Regions from separate parts of the Mus musculus genome. Here regions 1, 2, 3, 4, 5 and 7 are each linked to region 6. Evidence: chromatin contacts called from public HiChIP or PLAC-seq and promoter capture Hi-C data. All regions are on one chromosome and are shown on one strand. Each heading gives the region's core, a stretch centred on a gene start, on an enhancer-like site or on the middle of the called end of the contact. The rest is flanking DNA. Distances are from core to core; before and after follow the strand shown.

Region 1 (2,936 bases), core at 48-2,547, 530 kb before region 6:
ACCCTTCTGCTCAAAAGTCAAAGAGGCTCCCCGTGGCCTTGAGAGTAAAACCAACTCAGCCTGGTTCCAGACGTGCCTGGCCCTCCCACCTCCAGGCCTTTCCCTTCTGGAAATGTTCTCTGTGTCCCCTCTCCCTAATGAAACAATGCTCTTGGTTCAAGACCCAGCTGGACCTGCTCAGCCTCGGTGGCTAAGGCCTGACTGCGCCAAAAGCTCATTTAACCCTTAGCTTTCTGTCCTGGAGATGATGCAGGGTATGGGTGCCTTGTTTCAGTTGCAGTTGATGCTCAGGAGAGCCTGTCCTTGGCTTTTATTACCTCAGCTGTTTCTCACAGAAGTTCTGGGAGCAGATGCCATACTTAGCTGTTTTGCTAATCAGGACAAGCTCAGGCAGGTTAAGGGCCCTGCATATAATAAGCAAATGTGTGCCCATAAACACTTTGAAATGTTAGTGCCTGGGTTTGATTTGTTTTAGTTTTTTGAGACAGGGTTTCATGTAGCCCAGGCTGGCCTCAAACTTTCTATGGACTTGAACTCCTCATCCTCTGGCCTCTACCTCCCAAGGGCTTGGACTATAGCCATGAGTGGTCACCGGTGGCAGTACTGGGTTTATTTGTTTGATTGATTTTCTTTTCTGGAACAAGTTCTTGATGGGTACAGGTTGACCTCACCTCCCTCCAATTCTCCTGCCTCAGTCTCCCAAGTGCTAAATTACGGGTATATGGACCACACCTGTATCAGTCCCTTCTTTATAAAGTGTAGGCACAATGAAAGCCCATAGCAAGCAATTTCAGGATTAATCCAGGGAGGGCTGGAAGTCATTCTGTGCAGCAATTCCTACTGAGATGAGCTCAAAGAAATTAGGTGGCTTCAAGGTGACACAAAGCTTCAAGTTGGCTTTGGCATCCACCTCCTTCCATTTCCACTTCCCAGCCTGGAACCCTCCAGGCTGCTGGGTTCCATTTTTAGTGGGTACAGATACTGTGGTCAGTGAGAGTTTCTAAGTGTATACAGCAAATTGGCTAATGGGGGAACCTGAGGAAGCCCCACTGTGCTGGTCGGAACCAGCACAGGCATAGCCCATTAAAGGCTAATGATGAAGGGTGGCCACTCTGTAAGTGAACCAGAGGCACGGGATAGACATCCAGGTACCCAGCAGCCATCTACCGTGGTGGTGGGTTCGGGTGTATTCACCCTGCAGTAGCAGGGCGGAGTGAAGGTGGGGGCTCGGTGAGAAGCTTAGCAACTCCATCCAGATGCGAATTGTCTCTCCCACACTTCCCGGCAGCAGGGGCCTCCATTAGAGCCTTCGAGGGGTCAGAATCCACACCTCTGCAAATGGGCCCGCTTTCCCAGGGCCCCCCTGCCCAGACCTTCCCTGGGCTCTGTGGGTTTTGACACCTCTCTGCAACCTGGCAGGGGACCACCTCACACCTTTAGTCCAGATAAAAGCTAGGACCTGGAGGTGACCGGTCCAGCTTCCCAGAGTCACACCAGCCATGGCCCAGTCGCCTCCTCCTCAGAGCCTCCAGGGTCTCGACCACTGGGTCTTCTCCCAGGGCTGGGGCTGGGCTCAGCAATCGGACTCCACGTCTCCGGCCTCGTCCTCAGATTCGTCCGGTTCCTGCCCTTGCTACGCCACCCGTCGGCCCTCGCAGCCCGCCGGCCCGGCCCGTAGCACGCGCACTACCCAGGCGACGGCGCCCCGACGAACGCGCCCAGCGCCCGCAGGCGGACAGCGGCAGAGCGCCAGCGAGCGCGAGAAGCTGCGCATGCGCACACTCGCCCGCGCGCTGCAAGAACTGCGCCGCTTCCTGCCGCCGTCGGTGGCACCTGCAGGCCAGAGCCTGACCAAGATCGAGACGCTGCGCCTGGCCATCCGCTACATCGGCCACCTGTCAGCCCTGCTGGGCCTCAGCGAGGACAGTCTGCGGCGCAGGCGCCGACGGAGTGCGGACGCGGCGTTCTCTCACCGATGCCCTCAATGCCCCGACGGTGGCAGCCCCTCACAGGCTCAGATGCTTGGTCCTAGCCTGGGATCAGCCATGAGTAGTGGGGTGTCCTGGGGGTGCCCGCCTGCTTGTCCTGGACCTCTGATCTCACCTGAAAACCTTGGGAACAGGATCTCCAACGTGGATCCCTGGGTGACACCTCCTTATTGTCCCCAAATACAGTCACCCTTACACCAGTCCCTAGAAAGAGCCGCTGACTCCTCTCCCTGGGCACCACCTCAAGCATGTCCTGGCATGCAGATGTCCCCAGAGCCTAGGAACAAGACTGGACACTGGACACAATCCACTGAACCTGCAGAGCTGACTAAAGTGTATCAGGTAGGTCCTAGGACCCCTGCCATTTTCATGGCTTCATTTGGAACTAAAGTGGACGGTCTCTCGTTTGTACAGGGTCTCCTACTCATCAGGTCCCAGGTTATCCAATGAAGGGATAGATGGAAATAGCCTTATTTACACCTGTAGGAGAAGAGATGAGGCCCCGGGAAGTTATAGCCACTGCCATAATTGCCACCTTTGCTGTGCAACAGTCACCACAGCTTGGTGAAGAGAGGATGGCCCTCGGATTTACACAGAGGCCAGGGTGGAAGGCGAGGGCCTTCACTAGCTGGAAATTCTAAGTTCAGTACATGAGTGAGGCCCAGGGGTATTGGCAGCACCTCCTAAATAGATCCTTCTGGAAGTGGTGACCTGAGTGTTTTCTTTGAGATGCGTTCATCCATAAATGACTTGTGGCCCATAAAAGATTATAGTGATGACTGGGTTTTACCAAGCACTCTCTGGTTGCTTTGTACTTTCCCTGTATCCGATTATACAGCTCTATGATGCGTTATGATGCTAATACAGCACCCCATTTTACAGGTGGGAAAACTGACATGAAGAAACTTCTCATAGCAGAGCTAGGATTTGAAGGTTGGCAGTGGGTCC
Region 2 (2,770 bases), core at 29-2,528, 520 kb after region 6:
TAGGCCTAGGAGAGGTGTGTCTCACATCTGATTGGTTAACTTGTCTTGGCAAAAGAACCTTCACTGCCTATGTATGTGTAGTGGCCAGCAGTAGCCAACTGCCACTCTGCAACTGCCACTCTGCAACTGCCACTCTGCAACGGCTTCCCACACTTAACCACTGAACCATCTCTCCAGCCCCCAAGTCAAGGGTTTTAACTAGAGCGAGTAAGGGAGTAAAAGTTTGTATGCTCTTTGGGAAGAGAGCAATCCGTACAGAGTAGGAATGGCTGTGTCGGGGACAGAAGTGGGTTTAGATTTATCCTTTATCTGTTATCCTCTCCCTGTCCCTCCATTAAGGCGGGCACTAAAACAAAGTGGCACACTTTTCTTGGAAGCTCATTTCACCCAGTCTTGGGGCTTAAGTGCCCTCAAAGCTGAAAAGTTCACTTGGTGAAGGGGTAGCAGGCACTCCATGCATACTCTTATCTAGAGATACCCTGAAGCCAGTTGAAGCTGAGCCAACTAGTAGACCACTACCATCTATTGCTGTTCTTTACATCCTGTTTTGGGGACCTTGAGATGACCCATCTGGAAGGACCACTATTGTCCTTTGTGTCCTGTTTTAGGGTGCCTGGGTGGTCATTCCCTCCCAGAGCTAACCTCTTGCCTAACTGTAGGGCAGGTTCCAAGGAGCCGACTATAGACTAGGACTTACAAAGCAGAAAGAGCGGGGCGGGGCTTTCGTGAAGACGCAAGAATACCACGTGTGAAAACAAAGGGGAGTGCAACCCCGGAGTGCAAATGCCTGTGCGTAGCTGCAAATTTCCAGGAGAGGTGCGAACTTGGGCCAAGAGGAACTTTGATTGCGCAGATTTCTTCTCTGCTTAGAGTCAGCTTTTGGCTCTCGAGGGCTCATTTGCCACTCAATTCTCAGCTGAAAAAGACTGATACATTCACCCAGCTTTCATTTTTTATAGATAAATACACGCGAGCTTTAGAGAATTGGCACTATCTGTCTCAGGTGAAAGCTTTGGGCAGTACTAGAAGACAGACAGCTAGTCCTGGGTCGTCCTCTGCCTCTGATCCGGAGGCATTACTTACGGCTATCAAACCCTCTGTTCGCTCAGGTACAAACCACCCCCCCCCCCGTCTCTGGGTAAACTACATTTCCCGCAATGCATCGGGTGGAACTTCCCTCCCAACGCCCATCTGGACGCAGTTTTCACCAATAGTGGAGCAGAATTTCAGGAACTGTTGTGGACAGCCAATGAGAGTGGCCATGGGCGGGCCTCTCCCGTCCATTGTTCTCTGTGCCCCTTGGGCTTGAGCTGAGGTGAATCCAGAGGGGCCGGGCCGGGCCGGGCCAGACCGTGGGGTGCTTTTGCGCTCAGAGAGATAGCGGGAACAGGACCTGGTCCCTGGAGAGGCGAGCGGGAGAGGCAGGTCAGGAGCCGCGCGCCCCGCGGGGAACAGCCAGAGAGACAGCGAGTAACGGGCCTGGAGCCAGCTCAGGGCAGTTTGGGGGAGGGGCGTCGGTGTCCGCGCCCGACGGGCTGGACGCGCAGCTCTGCGTCCTGGTTCTTCGGAGCCCTCGAGGCTCCGCTCACACCAGAGCGCTGGGTACGCGCAGCCTAGGAACGCAGGCTTTACACTGGGAAGGGATGCTCGACGACATCCCACCGAGCCGCCTCCTTGACCAGGTGGGGAAACTGAGGTTCTGAGGGGGCGTGTCGGAGCCAGGCTTAGCTAATAAGCTGTCTAGGTTCAGTGTTCCCGGGATGTCCAGGAAGAATTACGATGTATTTGTGTTTCACGTAGTCATTTTGGACAAATTGACATTGGGAGCTTCAGTTTTCTTTCTGTTGTTGCTGTTCTGTTTTAACTTTTGCTATTTTCATGGGGGAGGGCATGTTATCTGATTCTATGGTGTAATGATTTTTTAAAAATAAATATTCATTGCTTTCATAATACTTAAATAGTTTTTAATTCCACTGCTTTGAATATTTTGTAGAGCTACTACTCAGATCTAGGTGTGTGTCCCCCACACCCCCACCCCCCGCAATGATCCCCATGTGTGTTCATTTAAAAAGGAATTGGGCAGGCAGTAATCTCAGCACTCAGGAAGCAGGACAGGCAGGTCAGGAGTTCGAGGCCAGCGTGGGCTACATAATGAGATCTTGCTTCAGAAGCAAAAAAATAAACAGAAATGTCTGTACTGAACATGTAGGAGCGTTCTCGTTATTATTCCCAAACAGTACAGCATACCAACTGTTTACATATTATTTACACTTAAGTATATGTTGTCTAGAGATGATTGAAGGTATTTGGTACACCATTTTATATAGGGGCCTTGAGGAGTCCTGGATTCTGGGATCTGGGAGATTATCTGAGGGCAACCTCCTTTGAAATATAGCACTAATGACTTGTAGTGAAGCTGGGGGCACCTTGACATGCGATCCATTAGTAATCACTATGATGTTCCATATGATAAGGATGAGTGTTATCTATTCATTAAGTGGTCACTGAGGTTGAATGACTAACCTCTTTGTTAGGTCACAGTCTCTGAAGGGAGTCTGAACTGACTTAGGGTAGGATATGTCAGTTCTGTTTCTCTCAGCCCAGATCACTGCATCCCACTACTCTTCCTTTGGTCTTCTGAAAAGAGCAATGCTGTGTATGTGTGTGGTAGTTATTATTATTATTATTATTATTATTATTATTATTATTATTATTGGGTTGCTATATCCCCTTGTTGTCTTTAAATATCTACTAGGTGTTTCTACCCCAC
Region 3 (2,799 bases), core at 113-2,612, 560 kb after region 6:
CTGTCAGGAACACTGGCATTGGGAAGTGGATGGGAGACTGGAAAGCAGGCTGGTTCTGAGGTGTCACCACTGGTCACTTCCCTTCCACCTCAAGGCCGTAGGGATCACAGCTTGGGACACAAGCACAGCCTGGCATGGCAAAGGTGGGCTTGGCTAATGACAGCTGGGGTGGACAAGGCTGTGTGGCCTGGAGAACACTCTATTTAAGAGCTAGAATACTCCTAGTCTGCGACGTCAGACTGGGGATGGGCAAGGAGGAACTTTTTCCCCCATGTAGTCTGGCTGCTGCGTCATTTTCCAGTCTTTGGGATATTCCCCCTTTGAGCCCTGGGACCTTGGCTTTCTGGAATCCATTACCGTCTGGCTAGGCAGTCCCACCCTGAAGACATGCTGGGCAGCAATTCTTCCATGCTGGTACTGGGGAGGGGGCTTACCTGGATTGGGGGAGCTGGGCCACTGAAGTTCATGCCTAGAGCTTTCTTTCGCAGGAGGATCCTGAGCAGATCATGACTCAGCTGTAGTCTCTGGTCCCTCGGGGTGTTAGGGGGTGCTGTCCCCACCAGTGACAGGCTCGGGGGTTCCAGGCTCTTCTTGCCCATGAAGTGACCTAAGAAAGGAGGTGCCAAGGTACATGGGAGCTCAAGATGAGGACCCCATCACCACAGCAAGCTCTGGTCTAGTCGACCTTTCGGCTCTCACAGAGGGAAGACAAGAAACATTATCCTCAGAAGCCACAGATCTCTGGGTGGAGGCAAAGCTGACATCCTGAGCTTTTCCTGACCCGCTGGAGGATAGAAGACGGGTAGATAGCCCAGGACCAGGGAGACTACCTGCCAGGGAAGGAAGTGGAGAAGGTGCCTCTAAATGGATGCAGAGAAGACATGAGGTGAGAAGACTTGTCAGTCTGCCTAACCGACTGGTAACCGGATCTAATCTCTGTCTTAAACTTTCTGAGTGGGTTATCTTAGCCATGTCTAGGGTCTCAAGATTCCCATCTGTTAAACTTGATGAGCCCCCCGCGACTGCAGGAGCTCCGCTACCAAGAGCCTCCAAAGTGTTGAAAAGGAAACTGAGGACCAAGGAGAATGAGGCATGCTTATAGGGGGTCCCCTAACACTTACCGGTCGCCCAGAGGTTGCCCCGAGGGTGCACTCGAATCTTGCTTGCTCGGCTGCGGGGCTCCGGGAGATCCCAGTTGAAGGGAGCGACGCCGGAAGCGAACAATGCGAAGAGCAGGAGACCACGGAGGAGCCAAGAGCTCCCTGCTTGCCGGGTCATGGCTGTGCCAAACAGGCTCTTCTCTGGCACTCTCAGGATACTAGTTCTCGAAGCCCGCCTTCCAGCCTTTTAAACTACAGTCGGGAGCGGAGCCTGCCTGAGGAGCGGAGCTCGCTCCGCCCCAGAGCCCCGCCCCGCAGGCTCCGCCCACACAGCCTTGCATCCCGGTTTCTCCTAGAAACCCACCACACTCGCGTGCTTATGGCATCGTCCCCAGCAAAGGTGGTTCCCAAGGCCACCAACACAGCTTTCTGTGTTTCCATCAAGTTGTTACTTCAGCCCTCAAAGCTTCTCCTTAAAGCTAAAGCAGAACAAGAAGCCCTGCTTTTGGCAGTCTATGTGTTTGGCATCATCCCGCAGAGGAACTCAAGAATCCTGTCACCTCCTGTCTCAAACCATCTGAGCCTTGTTTGCCCTGCTTTGTGCTCACAAATGGCACACACTGGATAACCTGGACAAGTTCTGTGCCCAGAACGGGGACAGAATTATGGGGAAGGGAGTGAGGAGCTGCCTCCTAGTAGTGGTACCCTTTAAAGGGCCTGGCTTATCATACTGTAGGTCAGATCAGTGGAAAGATTGCTGGGCCAGATGACTTCTCTAGTGTAAAACGGAAATAACCATACTACTTGTGGAGAAGCAGAACTCTGCCTTCCAGAGCTGTTCTTATTGGTCTTGGAAAGTATCTTCAGTCATCAGTGGCATCCCTGAATGATCAGGGGCAGATATGTGCTCCGACCCAGCATTGTGGGAGGGGCAGGAGGGGACACCAATTTCCTGTTCACAAGAGTTCACTTACTCATTAGAAACTAAGTCAAGGAGTGACTGATGGAATAGAGTATTAGGTCTTGGACCCTTTACTGCATCATTTGTGCTGCCTAGCATAATCTTTTTATTTTGTTTGGGACATGAGCTATGTAGCTCTCTGTCCTGGAACTCCTACATAGAACAGATTGAGTTGAACTTATAGCAAGCCTCCTGTCTCAGGTTCCTAAGTACCAGATTATAGATGTGAGCCACTCTACTTGGTTTGCTGTCTTTACTGGGTCAGTTCTTACCTTCTGCTTTGTTTGAGACAGGGTGTCCTTCTTTCTGCTGTCTGTCATATAGTCCAGTTTAGCAGGCCCACAGATTCTGGGTTATTCTCCCATCCATCTCTCTCATCTCACCACAGGAACACTGATTGCATGTATGTGTCAGTACATACAGTTTGTCATGTGGGTTCTACCAATCTGAACTTAGCTCAGCCTTGTGGCTGCAAGTGCTTTTATCCACTTCGTCATCTCCCCAGCCTACACCTTACTTTTTGAGGCGGGGTCTCTTGCTGAAACTGGAGCTCATTGACTCAAACCTGGCTGGGCAGCAAGCCTAGGGACCCTCCTCTCTCCACCTGCCTAGCGCTGGGATTTTAGGTGCTGGCCCACACCCCTGGCTTTGCGTTTGGTGCTGGGAATCTGAACTCAGTACTCATACTTGCACGGCAAGCACTGCCTAAGCTTAGCCTTCATCCCCCAGGCCCAGGGA
Region 4 (3,213 bases), core at 580-3,079, 870 kb after region 6:
ACAGTCACAGGTTTCATGGGTTATGTTAAAGACCTACAGGTAGATTCCAGCCAGAGGGGTGGTTGGTGGTGGTGGGATGAATTCCTGTCCACAGCTCCAACACTGTGACCCTGGCCAAGGTTACAGAGAATTAAAAAACAAAAACAAAAAAAACGGGCTCCTTTTACAAGACCCAGGAGTAAACTGATGGCTCCAATTGCCAGAGTGTCTTTCTTAGCCTCAGGTTCCAAATCTGTGGGTTCCTAAATTGCAGGGTGAGAAATCAGTTTCAAAATGAGAGAGAAAGGAGTTGGGGGGGGGGGGGGGACGACGACGACAGAATCCAACTCAGGATCAGAGAGAGATTGGGGAAGGTACGGATCTGTCTTTGGTCTCTAGCTAGCCTCCTTTCCTCAGCCCCACCCTGCTATTGACATCAAGCTCAAGGATCCCTAAGACAAAGCAGGGCCGCTGTGAGCCAGTCCGCGAGGGGAGGGCCGGGGCTTCCTGGAGCTTCACTAGCAAGGTCACTGTGGAGTTGTCAAGGCCAGACTTTTGGTGGGCGGAGAGAAGAGCCTTAGACTTGTACGTGCATCTTGGCTAAAGGCAATTTCTCTAGGGATCCAGCTACCAGCTGAAAAAAAACAAAACAAAACAAAAAAAAACAAAACAAAAAATCTACCCTCTAAGACTGCTAGTTGAAAACACCACAGACTGGGTGGAATAACGGGTGTCAGTACAAAAACTTTTCCTGTTTTTCAAGACACCTTGGAGGAGCCAGTCATATTTTTATAGGACAGCGTGCTTTAACTTGACAAAGGAGCCGCGTGCCAAAGGCCAGAAAAGAGAACCAGTTTCTAAAGCTGCTCCAGCCTTATCCGCTCCGGAAGCCGCCCTGTATCCTCCTTTGGTGGCGAAGATCGATGCTCAAGGACGTTGCAGCTGCCACAGGGACCAAGCACCTGTGTCTGTCACAGCAGGGACTTCAGCCCGGAGCACATCTCCGGGTCTTAACAGTAGCCAGTCCGCGGGCAGGAGTCTCAGCCACTCAGGGTCGCACCCGGGTGCGTGTAGGAAAGGTGTGGACTGAGGAAAGGAAGCTACGTCCCGGTCCCGCCAGGGTCCCGGTGGACCTAGAGAGCAAAGAAGGGCGGGAAGGCCCTCGAAGTGGCTGGCTCTGGGTATCAGATGCACACCCAGGGGCGTCGCCCTCCAGTTTCAGCTACCGAGAGGTTAAGAGACTCATCTGGAGTCACACAGCTAGCTATCTGGTAGCACTTGGGGGGCTGCAGTTCTGATCCCTGCTGGACGGACGCACAACTCTTCATTTGGTTCGGATCCTTGGGACTGTCGAACCTGGAATCGTCCTTTGGTTAAGAGGACCGGCTTTCCCTAACCAACTTCGAAATATTGCAGTCCCACAGGTCTGAGTGCAACCAGAGGCGTGACGTGCCAGGTCTTGGAGCAAGGGCTATCCCTGGTAATAACGCCTGGGACCTGGAGTGTAGTTCCCCATGGACTTCGGAACGCTTCGGACTGAGGTCCTTCCAACTGGTCTCTTAACGGACGATAGCTCCAAATCTCAAACACAGTGACCTGACAGTGAACGAACTCGGTAGCCCCTGAAGCAGAATGGCTCTGTATCCTTCAGCAAGTCCTTTCCTTTCTCCGGACGGGCTGGCTAGGTGCCCCTGCGGTCGCGGCCGCGCATGCTCTTGGACGGGCGGTACAGGGAGCGGGCGGCGGGCGCCCCAGCTGCTTTGCATTGACGCCAGCAGCCGCTGGAGGTCACCGCTGGGGGCTGGGCGCGGCGAGTTGCCCGCAAGACGCGGTCCGGAGCACGGAGCGGGAGTCTCGGATGCTCAACTCCTGGCTCGCGCAGCCGCCTCGGCGCTTCTCGACGGCGCGGCCCGACCGGAGTCGAGGCGCTCGCTCCGTCAGCGAGCGGGTCCCCAGCTCGGAGTGCGGGCGCCGAGGGCTGGGCTCCCCTACGGTAGCCCGACTAGGGGCGCTCACCCAGCCGTCCGCCGGGCCGAGGAGAGGCACCGCCAGGCGAGCGAGCGCCCGTTTCCTCGAGAGTCAGACGAGGCGAGGGCGGCGGTGCAAACGCGGCGCGGGCTCGCGGCTCCCGGTGGCGAGAGCGCAAATCTCCACCCCCGACATTTCCCCGGAAGCGCGGCGGCTGCGGCGCGCGCGGCGATGTGAGGGAGACAGCGGCGGCTCCCGCCTCAGGAAGGGCATGTTCGGAGGGGCGTCCGCGGCGCGCCTCTCGCCCCAGCGCCCCCTCCCCACGGCCGCCGCGCCCGCAGCGCAATAAAAGGGGCGGCCGCGCTTCCTGACGCGAGACCCGCGCTTGCCGCCGCCGCCCACCCGCCTGCCCGCCCGCCCGCTCAGGCCGCGATGACACGGCGCCCGCGGCGGCCCCGAGGCGCCGGGCGGGCCGTTTGCTGACCGGATCGCGGCTGCCCGCCAGCGAGTCCGCGGTGCCGCCGCCGCCAGTATGGGCTGCGCCCCGAGCATCCACACTTCCGAAAACCGAACGTTTAGCCACAGCGACGGCGAGGACGAGGACGTGGACGTGGACGTCCCGGGCCCCGCGCCGAGATCTATTCAGCGATGGTCGACCGCGCCCGGGCTCGTGGAGCCTCAGCCTCGGGATAACGGCGCCTCGAAGGTGAGCCGCACTGGGAGGGCGGGGAAACAAACGCGGGGCACTGGGGGCCCTCTAGGCAGCCGCCCTGGCGTTGACCGACGCCAGCCGCCCGCGTTTGCGGGCTGTCGCGGACCGAGGCTTAACAGGGCTATGACGCGGCGCCGCGGGATCCGCCGTGTCCGTTCCTTCCCGGCCGGGGTCGGACGCGGCGAGTCAGTTTTCTCCCAGCGGGGTGGGTGGGGGACCCGGGATATCCCCGGCACGTTCCTGACATGGTAAACCAGAGTGCACTTTGCTCTGGCATTCCCAGAGTAGAAAGGCAAGGGTTGTCCGCACTGGGAAGGGTCTTAGATGCCACCAGTTCCCCCCCCCCCTCACCCCCTGCCTAGCTTATCCCAACCTCTGTCCTCTCATTGCACAAGCAGTTTCACTTTTCCACTTTTTTGGGGGCCATTGAAATGTAACCTGGAACATAGGTTTGGCTTCACTGCACGCTTTATCTGAAGTTCAGGTTTGTTAGCATACGTGTGGTATTTAAAGCCTGTGTAATTAGAAAATACTACTGGAGACGTGACCGTGAC
Region 5 (2,988 bases), core at 76-2,575, 550 kb before region 6:
CACAAATAAATAAATACACACCAGGCAAAGCTTGTGCCTGCTTCATCTTTAGAGCGTGTACCCTATTGGGCGCCTCCTTCCAAGGAGGGTTGGAATGGTACAGTCTGGATGAGGGCCAGCTCCCACCCCGGGATGCCCATGTTGGTATCACTGCCGCCTCTTCCAGGATCTACTCCCTCCGAAGGTGCCAAGACCAAAGGAAAAGTGTCTGTGCTCAGACAGGGTGACAATCATCCGTTGCATTGTCCCCTCCACTCTTCAGGCAGGCGGCCACTCCTGCGGCGGCGTCCAGGTTTCTAGAAGAGCCAGCATGTCGCTGCTGAAGAGCTGCAGGAAGAGTGAACAGCGCCACAATCAACACCTGCCCCAGGGTCAGGTCCGCGCTCATCCGCTCCACGCTCAAGGTTAAGCGAGCAAGCAAAGCGTCCTTAATCCCTGCCTGTCCAACTCCCACCCTGTTCGGACACCCAGGGCACACGGGGATGCGCCCAAGGGAGATCCTGAGTGCAGCAGAGAGGCTGGTCCGCGACGTGGGGCTGTGCGTCGCGCACCAACAGTAGGGGGCGCCACCTCGACAGTGTGGGGGAAGGGGTTACTAACCGGAGATGAGGGACTGGGCTCCATTTCCTGCCTTTCCTGGGATGCTGTTTCTGCGTACAGGAACGATGGGTCCCACGATTCTGCGGCGACTCGGGGTCTAGGGTAGGCAGGCGGGGATCCCCACGACACCCCGCTGCAGACGGCCGGGCTTAAACGGGGACCGAGCGACTGCGACTGCGCCAGGTCGCTGTCGGGGCACAGCGGGCAGCCTCGAGGTGACACCGCGTGCCGCTGTCGCCGGAGGTTGTCCTCGCTGAGTCCCAGCACAGCCGACAGGTGGCCAATGTAGCGGATGGCCAGGCGCAGCGTCTCGATCTTGGTCAGGTTCTGGCCGGTTGGTGCCACGGATGGCGGCAAGAAGCGGCGCAGCTCGTGCAGCGCGCGGGCGAGTGTGCGCATACGTAGCTTCTCCCGCTCGCTGGCGCTCTGCCGCTGTCCGCTACCCAGGCGGCTACCGTGCGTCCCGCGCCTACCCGGGGTCCCAGCACGCCGGGCCGGGCGGGCGCAGGGTGGTGCAGGGCTGCTGGCCTGGGCACCGTCCCACGGGTCCGAGGACCAGGCTGGGGAGCAGACGCTGTTCCCATCGGAAGGCATCGGTGGCTGCCGACCAGCGGGACTCAGGATCCAGGACTCGGAGCGCGGCTCGCACAGGGGCTGGGCCATGGCAGCGGAGGCCTGACCATTGGGTCCGCTGTAGCTTTATCCTGAGCCCTAGGTGTGAAGCGGGCCCCTTCCAGAATTCATCAGCATATCAAAGCCGGCTCGAGCCAGGAGGGGGGCAGGGCCTGAACCCTTTGAACCATAGCAGGGGCTCTGAGGTGCAGGACCCCTTAGTCCAGTCTGCTCCACCTGGACCATATTTGGGGCCTCAGTAAGTCAGGCACCTATGGCCAGGACTGCCAGTTGAAAGAACCATGCTCAGAGAACTGAAGTCTAGCTCCTAGGCTTAGGGTACACCTTCATTTATTAGGGACCCTACGCCATTTTTTTCCATCACTTTAATTTACAAATTGTATAACAAGAGACTTCGGGATTGCATTGGCCAACTGTGGACTAGGGACCTCTAGACACGGAGAGAACTCTAGTTCAGTCCTTCCCAGAGGCTTGGATGTGGCCTGTAGTCCTCCCTGATGTCCAGGCTATGGGAGGCACATTGAAGAAACCATCCCGACCGACCTGTGAGGTTGCTGGGGTGTCCGGGCAGGGGGAGAGGTGAGCCTGCCTCCCCACACTACAAGTCACTTCTAGTCTTGGCAAGATGGGGAGCTTGGTCCCCTTCCCAGCCCTCCCATGACTGGAGCTCTGCTGCTTTGGTCAGCTACAGTGAGTAAAAAGTCCTTTGACAAAACTCAACTCCTTGAGCTGGTGGCACACTTGGGAGGTGAAGGCAGGAGGGTCAGGAGTTCAAGGCCAGGCCTAGCTGTATATGGCCCAGGTTAACATGGGCTACATAAGATCCTGTGTTGGAAAAAACAAAACAAAACAAAACAAAACCCAAAAACCCTGAAAAGCAGAAACCTTCATCTGTCCCAATGGCAGTTTTATAATCTATTTCATAGGATGCTACCTGTTAGGTTCATAGGCTGCCTTTTATTTTTTAAAGATGTGTGTGTGTGTGTGTGTGTGTGTGTGTGTGTGTGTGTGTGTGTGCTGGTGCCCCCACACAGGCCAGAGGTGTCACGTTCCTTAGGATCGGGCCTTGCAGGCAATTGTAAGCTGCCTGAGGTGGCTTCTGGGAACAGAACCTTGGGTTCTTCAAGAGCAACATGTGCTCTTCTTAACTGCTGAGCCGTCTCTCCAGTGTTCTTCCTCCCACATCTTGAAACATGGTCTCATGTAGCCCAGGCTAGCCTCAAACTTACTCTAACCCAGCTGGCCTTTAGCTCCTGATCCTGCTGCCTCAGCTTACTGCAGTTGTGAGCCTGGCTGTTGAGGATGCCTGCTCTTACCATACCTGTTCAGTGTTGTACTGAATGAAGGGACTAGGTTGGAAAAATAAAGAGAAATAAATACAAATTGAGAGATTAAAGCAAACCTGTCCCCACTTATATGTGACATGCTTATTAATAAAGTCTCCAGAAGTTGGGCATACACGCACATGCCTGTAATTCCAACATTTGGAAAATGAAGGCAAGAGGAGTTTGGGCCAGTCTTGGCTGCAAAGTGAATTTGAAGCCATCCTATGCTACTGGACTGTCTCACCTATTAGAGGGCTGGTGGTGTGGTTCAGTCGGTAGAGTGCTTGCCTAGCCTGCCGGAAGCCCTAGGTCTTATTCCAACACTGCATAACCACGTGTAGCACTGGCTTGTAACCCCAGCACTGGAGAGATGAAGATAGGAGGACCAGAAGTTCAAGTTCAAGATCACCTCTGGCCTAGAGTTATGGCT
Region 6 (3,173 bases), core at 394-2,893:
GGAAGCTGAAATTAAAGTCCCAAGATTTGCAGGGGTGAAAACTCCTCTATTATAAGCTTGTGGAGAGATGAGAGTGATTGGGTCCTATCATCTGCTGGGAAATGTGAGGCCTTTGGCTCTAAACTGCCTATGATTTCCTAAGCAGAAGGGAGGAAAGGAATGCCAGGAGAGAAAAAGTTGAGCCATTGTCAAAAAGGAAGAAAGAAAGAAAGAAAGGAAAGAAGAAAGAAAGAAATGAAATGAGCGTGTGAAGCCAACTGTGTTTCTATCTACCCATTCCTCAATTTCTAGGCTGCACGGACACCTTGGGGGATATGGATTATTCCATTTTAGACCCCAGAGACCTCTGTTCAGCCTGTGGGGCATCCCTCTGTAACTGCAGCGCCATGGCAACCACCAAGCCTGTCAGAGAGTCCAGTCATTAGGCTTTCCCCTGAGCCTTATCTCCCCAGCTGCCAGCCCAGACACAAAAGCTACCTGCCTGGTGGAATACACTTAGCAGCTGGCTGTCTCCACTTCTCAGAACCCTTTGGGGAGATGCCAAGGTCTTGCTTATCCCTCATACTTCAGAGCTGCCAACGCCAAGACGGGATTTCTCCAGAAGATCCAAAGCTCGATGGCCGGTAAAGAGAGAAGGATTGTTCCAGTGCCTACCCAAGCTAGGCAACACTATGCTCCTGAAACCGCGGGGACAAGACTCACTACCTCAAGGGCCCAGAGCAGAGGTCTGGGGACTGAAGCAGGCTCCCTCATGATTCAAGAGATGAATGCAAACGGTTTCTGTAGAAACAGTGTTGTGTCCCAGGAGCCCACATCTGAAGCAATTAAGCAAGATCCAACTCTCCAGGTCAAATCCTAGCATCTCTAGGGCCAAGATGTTAGGTTCAGATGCCCAAGATAACAGAGACTGACCCTGTGAGGAGAGCGATGTTTGGAGCACGTTGAAAACGGTCTGGGTGTTGTGCCAGGCTGTAGATGGCCTTTTTCTCGTGGAAGACGCTGTCTCTGCCTCCCAGGCTAGATAAAATGGGCTTTCCCCCCACGATCCCACGGCCACCCGTGCCTTCCAGCTCTGTACCCAGCACTCTGTGAAACTATCACTTTTGGTTTTGTCTCCCTTTTCTGCAAAGACTGTTAGTTCTACTACGTCCTGGGGCATGGTGGGGAGAACGCTGCACCAGCCGCTGTGATTGTTGAAAACTTCTATATCCAGGATCTCGGTCTTTAAAGAACCTCCGTTGAGAATGGGATGATGGTTCAGTGGGTAAAGTGCTTGCTGCACAAGAATAAGGACTTGCATTCTTTCAGATTATTGCAATAGCCAGGTAAAAAAGCTGGGGATGGCAACCTACGCCTGTTGTACTGTGGAGGCAGAGACAGGAGACTCCTTGAAACTCGTTCGGTAGCTAGTCTTGCTAAATACCTGGGCTACAGGTTCAAGGAGAGTCTTTGTCTCCAAAAACTAAGGTGGAGACTTATAGCCTCTATAATCCACACGCACGCGCACACACGTTGGGGGAGGGGGGATGAATGAATTACAGCTTGTTAGAAATAGTTCCGTTCTCCGAGCCTCCGAAGCGCCAGGCGGCGCTATAGGTGATTTGTTCGGACTCCGAAGCTTCAGTCCCTCGCGCCACCAGCGCAATGGGCTCGGAGGCAGCTCAGCTGCTGGAGGCTGCTGACTTCGCCGCTCACAAACACCGACAGCAGCGACGAAAAGATCCTGAAGGGACTCCCTACATTAATCACCCCATCGGTGGGCGCGCCAGTTGGGAAGCAGCCCTCGCGGCCCGTGGCGGGTGGGGACTAACTGGGACGGGAACACAAAGCGCATATAAATTACTGAGCGCCTTCTTCGAGTCCCAAGCGTTGTATCAACCACTTTTCATGCGTTATGCGTGTAAGCCTCACCTGGGGTAGAAGGCAGGAGTGCTCCCTTGGTACAGTCGATATCCCAAGAGGGTAAGGGACTTTCCAAGGTCATCCAGCTGGTGAGGTGCTACATCTGGCTCCTTCTAGACTGACTTCTGCTTTGCCCCTGCCAGGTGTAGCCCGGATCCTAACCCATGAGGCTGGAATCACTGATATTGTGGTGTTACAGGTAAGGCTACCCTTCTCTGCCAGGAGGCTGGTGCGGGAAACCAGAGTACTGTTGAACAATGGGTGCTATTTATTTGGCTAGTAGGTTAGTGTCACTGGGCTGAATGGTAACCTATCCCCAGGCCGCCCTGCTCCATGACACAGTAGAAGACACAGATACTACCCTGGATGAGGTAGAGCTGCACTTTGGAGCACAGGTTCGACGCTTGGTGGAGGAGGTAACAGATGACAAGACTCTGCCCAAACTGGAAAGAAAGCGGCAACAGGTGGAGCAGGCACCACACAGCAGCCCAGGGGCCAAACTGGTGAAGCTGGCAGACAAGCTATACAATCTGAGGGACCTGAATCGCTGCACCCCTACAGGTATGCTCTCCTACTGGCTCTGAGGAGAGAGGGGGAGGGGATGGCCAGCTTCTGAAAATACAGGTTGGTTAGATTCCCAGAAATAAGTCGGGGGGTAGAGTGGGGAGGGGTGGTCGTAACACCTCCGACTAAACCTCTGTCTTAGTCAGGGTTTCTATTCCTGCACAAACATCATGACCAAGAAGCAAGTTGGATCTCATGGAGGCATTTCCTCAACAGAAGCTCCTTTCTCCGTGATAACTCCAGCTGTGTCAAGTTGACACAAAATTAGCCAGTACAATTGACCCCTTGTCAACTTGACACACAAAAACATCACTAGTAAGCCTCAACCCTTACAATCTTATTCATCCCCAAGATCTAAATAACTTTAAAAGTCCCACAGCCTTTACATATTCTTAAAATTTCAATCTCTTTAAAATATCCATCTCTTTTAAAATCCAAAGTCTTTTTACAATTAAAAGTCTCTTAACTGTGGGCTCCACTAAAACAGTTTCTTCCTTCAAGAGGGAAAATATCAGGGCACAGTCACAATCAAAAGCAAAAGTCAATCTCCAACCGTCCAATGTCTGGGATCCAACTCACGATCTTCTGGGCTCCTCCAAGGGCTTGGGTAACTTCTCCAGCCAGGCCCTTTGTAGCACACGCATCGTCCTCTAGGCTCCAGATGCCTGTACCCCACTGCTGCTGCTGCTCTTGGTGGTCATCTCATG
Region 7 (2,870 bases), core at 199-2,698, 770 kb after region 6:
AAGAAAGAGCAGTGTGTGTGTGTGTGTGTGTGTGTGTGTGTGTGTGTGTGTGTTTGTGTGCGCGCGCGCACGCACAAGAGGAGCCACTGAGAACAGAGGCATCAAAGCGGATAAGGTCCTTTCCCTTCATTGAGGCTGAGGGGGGCTCCTTCAGTATCTGCTCTGGCCCCATCCCAGTCTTGCTCAAGGTAAACATTTATCTTATGATCAAGGGGACCAGTGACCTGACAGTGGGTATTGTATCTCGAGATACAATATACGTATGTGTCCATGTGTGCGTATATGTATCTCCAGATACAATATACGTATGTATCCATGTGTGTGTATATGTATCTCCAGATACAATATAGGTATGTGTCCATGTGTGTGTATATGTATCTCCAGATACAATATAGGTATGTGTCCATGTGTATGTGTGTGTATATGTATATTCAGATAAGCAAGTTGTGAAAACCCTGCAACAGTACAATTTCCTATTGGAAAATGAATAACAAAATAGTGTATACTTAAGGGGAAATAAGAAAAATTCTTAGGCTCTGTATATTTCTATAACACCTTCATGCTTCATTCCGCATGACCAGGGGTGTGGAGATGCACACCTGGAATCCCAGTATTGGACATGTGGAGGCCAGAGGATTGGGTGTTTAGGGCTAACTTCGGCTACATAGCAGGTTCAAAGTCAGGCTGGGTTAGATGAGACGATATTCTCCTAACCCCAATAGAAACAGATAGTTTCTAAGAACAGGGGGTACCACTTATGTCCAGCCTCTTCTTTTCCATTTTTCCAAAACAGCCAGTGTATGCCTCTGTGTGAGGCATCTTTTGTATCATAAAAGATAATTAATTATTAAAGAGTGTGCATCATCAATTATTAAATCCTGTCAGGTAAGTTTAAATTTAGTTTGAAGACTGTAGATGAAAGTGTTGTCCCCCAACTTTGCACGTGTAACTCGGGTGTCACTCTAGGAAGAAAGGGGAGAAGGAAATGGTGTGATTTTGGCTTGTTTCTGCGACTGTGTGATGCTTAGCCCCGAGCCACCACCTGTTTGTGATAAAGACAGCGCTTTCAATATCTTCTAGTTTTGGAAAACGAGTCGCCGATACTGTGAGAAAAGGAGGCTGAGCCACAACACGAAGACACATTTCCAGGATGCTGACAGAAAGAGGAGGGAGAGAGTAACCAAGGTGGCTTCCCAAAGGAGGCGTCCTGGAGCAAGGCCAGGAAGAGGTTGGTTTGGGAAAGGGCAGCAGACAGAGGGCAGGACCACAGAGGACCCGGCTTGAGTGAGCCAGGCTACCCCATCATGCTTTTTCTGAAACAGGCTGGGGTCCCCGCCCCTGCGGTGGCCCTGAGCTCTGGGGAAGCCCAACCTACTTCAGTTTTGGACTCTGCCCAGGAATTTCCACAGAAGTGAACAGGCCAAAGCCCAAGCAGGTTGGACCCAGCCCTCCCACAGCAACCTGTGCTTCAGTCAGTCAGTTCTTAACAGTCAATCCCTCCTGACGCTGCCTTCTCACTACAAATCTGTGAGTAGTGTGGGCTCCTCTCCTCTCCGTACAGCAGTGAATGCGAGTGCCCAGGTAGCAGGCATCCCCCAGCCCTGGCTGCATGCTCCACATGCCCTCTGAGGGTCTGTGTCTGGGGAAGATCTGCTTAGCCAGCTGCTGTTGAGTAGGGAAGGCCTAAGGTGTGGGCAAGAGAGGGACCGCAGTGGGGAAACGGGAGTTTGGGCTCTCATTTGCAGGTGAGCTAACATCTAAAAGCAGCTTCACTGAGAATGAGGAATGTTCGGTTTTGAGTGGAACAGTCCTGGGTAGCGCTGGCTTCAAGATGGATGAAATGAGCACTTCCTCCCCTGCCAATGATTTTCACCGGTTGTAGGAAGTAAAGATAACTAAGGGCTCTTTTCTGAGCCGTGCCCACACCAGTGCCTACGCCATCCCCTCTTTCCCTTCCTGGTGACTGGTGACTAAGGGACAGTTCACTGTTGGAGCTTACAAGGACTTGCATCTCCCAGGATCAGGAGAGAGGGCAGAAAGGGTGTCTCTCCCACTCTCCCCTTCTCTCTCCCTCTCCCTTTCCCCTCCCCCTCGCCCTCCCTCTCTGGTTCCTTTTCTCTCTCCTGGCCCTCCTTTCGGCTGTGGACCCTCTGTGACATCTTTGTCTTTCAGCTGAAGAGCCTAGCACATGGCAGACGACACACCGAGGCAACGAGAGTCCATTTCCCTCACACCTGTGGCCCATGGCCTGGAGAACATGGGGGCCGAGTTCCTGGAAATAATGGTCTGTCCTCTTCCCCTATAGCACCTCCTCAGCCTGACTGGCATCTCACAGGGGTGTGGGGTGGTGTGGGGCTCAGCTTGATTGGCATCTCACTAGGTGGGGTGGCTCAGTTTGACTAGCAGCTCATAGTGGGAGGGCCCCTCAGCTTGACTGGCAGCTATGGGCTGGGGGACTGTGTGTTTCACTCTGTGCTCTGAGCTCTGCTTGTGTAGTACCTCCCCAGCACAAAGCACCCCCTTTATTTCACCCCTTAAACATGTTCTGAGTACCCACTGTGTGATGTACCCACTGTGTGCTGTCAGCAAAGGTCCCAGGAGGGAAGAACATCTGGTCTACAAGATGAGAGGGGAAGCAGATGATGGGGTGGGGTGTCCTTGGCATTTAAAGAACTTGCCATCTTGTCTTGGCTCCCCAAAGGCCAAGCAGAGGACTGAAAAGCTTGACATGATACCTTCTGCCCTCCCTCCCTTCCCTAACAAGGCTCCCTCTTCTTTACCAAGTGCCCCCTAGCCCCCTACTTGGACAGTGCAGTAAGAAGTGCCCTGGAGTCATGCAGTGGGGCGGGCCTGCCTGGGATCTTCCTTAA

The links. Promoter capture Hi-C pulls out the DNA fragments that hold promoters and counts their contacts. HiChIP or PLAC-seq counts read pairs in DNA pulled down with a chosen protein or histone mark. Capture Hi-C pulls out chosen DNA fragments and counts their contacts.
Region 1: a contact with region 6 is called in an H3K4me3 HiChIP or PLAC-seq map of embryonic limb bud, with 4 times the contacts expected there. The contact joins the promoter of Mesp2 here to the promoter of Hddc3 in region 6. A contact is called at or near these places in 3 of 39 promoter capture datasets (hippocampal neurons, liver and pre-B cells), 1 of 115 datasets of contacts at active chromatin or transcription factors (embryonic limb bud) and 1 of 9 other capture datasets (liver).
Region 2: a promoter capture Hi-C map of pre-B cells shows a contact between it and region 6, with 5 times the contacts expected there. The contact joins the promoter of Zscan2 here to the promoter of Hddc3 in region 6. A contact is called at or near these places in 14 of 39 promoter capture datasets (the 3T3-L1 cell line, the C10 cell line, the SN4741 cell line and 9 more), 1 of 484 Hi-C or Micro-C datasets (CD4 T cells), 3 of 115 datasets of contacts at active chromatin or transcription factors (astrocytes, large pre-B cells and memory CD8 T cells) and 1 of 9 other capture datasets (liver).
Region 3: a promoter capture Hi-C map of neutrophils shows a contact between it and region 6, with 6 times the contacts expected there. The contact joins the promoter of Nmb here to the promoter of Hddc3 in region 6. A contact is called at or near these places in 12 of 39 promoter capture datasets (the 3T3-L1 cell line, the C10 cell line, embryonic stem cells and 8 more), 2 of 115 datasets of contacts at active chromatin or transcription factors (astrocytes and bone marrow-derived macrophages) and 2 of 9 other capture datasets (adipose tissue and liver).
Region 4: a contact with region 6 is called in a promoter capture Hi-C map of pancreatic islet, with 4 times the contacts expected there. The contact joins the promoter of Pde8a here to the promoter of Hddc3 in region 6. A contact is called at or near these places in 1 of 115 datasets of contacts at active chromatin or transcription factors (embryonic stem cells) and 2 of 9 other capture datasets (adipose tissue and pancreatic islet).
Region 5: a contact with region 6 is called in a promoter capture Hi-C map of stem cell-derived epiblast-like cells, with 2.8 times the contacts expected there. The contact joins the promoter of Mesp1 here to the promoter of Hddc3 in region 6. A contact is called at or near these places in 6 of 39 promoter capture datasets (the 3T3-L1 cell line, embryonic stem cells, hippocampal neurons and 3 more), 1 of 115 datasets of contacts at active chromatin or transcription factors (large pre-B cells) and 1 of 9 other capture datasets (liver).
Region 7: a contact with region 6 is called in a promoter capture Hi-C map of liver, with 2.7 times the contacts expected there. The contact joins the promoter of Slc28a1 here to the promoter of Hddc3 in region 6. A contact is called at or near these places in 2 of 39 promoter capture datasets (liver and pre-B cells) and 2 of 9 other capture datasets (adipose tissue and pancreatic islet).

The regions. Positions count from the first base shown.
Region 1 is chr7:79,809,430-79,812,365 of GRCm38.p6, forward strand. Mesp2 (mesoderm posterior 2) reads left to right here and starts at 1,298. Exons shown (of 2, transcript NM_008589.2): 1 at 1,298-2,330. The coding sequence starts at 1,500.
Region 2 is chr7:80,859,653-80,862,422 of GRCm38.p6, forward strand. It overlaps Zscan2 (zinc finger and SCAN domain containing 2), which reads left to right and starts at 1,279. Exons shown (of 3, transcript NM_001382511.1): 1 at 1,279-1,425.
Region 3 is chr7:80,903,700-80,906,498 of GRCm38.p6, forward strand. Nmb (neuromedin B) reads right to left here and starts at 1,363. Exons shown (of 3, transcript NM_026523.4): 1 at 1,122-1,363; 2 at 435-607. The coding sequence starts at 1,278.
Region 4 is chr7:81,211,436-81,214,648 of GRCm38.p6, forward strand. Pde8a (phosphodiesterase 8A) reads left to right here and starts at 1,830. Exons shown (of 22, transcript NM_008803.3): 1 at 1,830-2,653. The coding sequence starts at 2,480.
Region 5 is chr7:79,792,265-79,795,252 of GRCm38.p6, forward strand. Mesp1 (mesoderm posterior 1) reads right to left here and starts at 1,326. Exons shown (of 2, transcript NM_008588.2): 1 at 601-1,326; 2 at 1-327. The coding sequence starts at 1,263. The coding sequence ends at 259.
Region 6 is chr7:80,341,494-80,344,666 of GRCm38.p6, forward strand. It overlaps Hddc3 (HD domain containing 3), which reads left to right and starts at 1,644. Exons shown (of 4, transcript NM_026812.2): 1 at 1,644-1,756; 2 at 2,046-2,101; 3 at 2,223-2,463. The coding sequence starts at 1,645.
Region 7 is chr7:81,113,351-81,116,220 of GRCm38.p6, forward strand. It overlaps Slc28a1 (solute carrier family 28 (sodium-coupled nucleoside transporter), member 1), which reads left to right and starts at 1,449. Exons shown (of 18, transcript NM_001004184.3): 1 at 1,449-1,527; 2 at 2,173-2,284. The coding sequence starts at 2,189.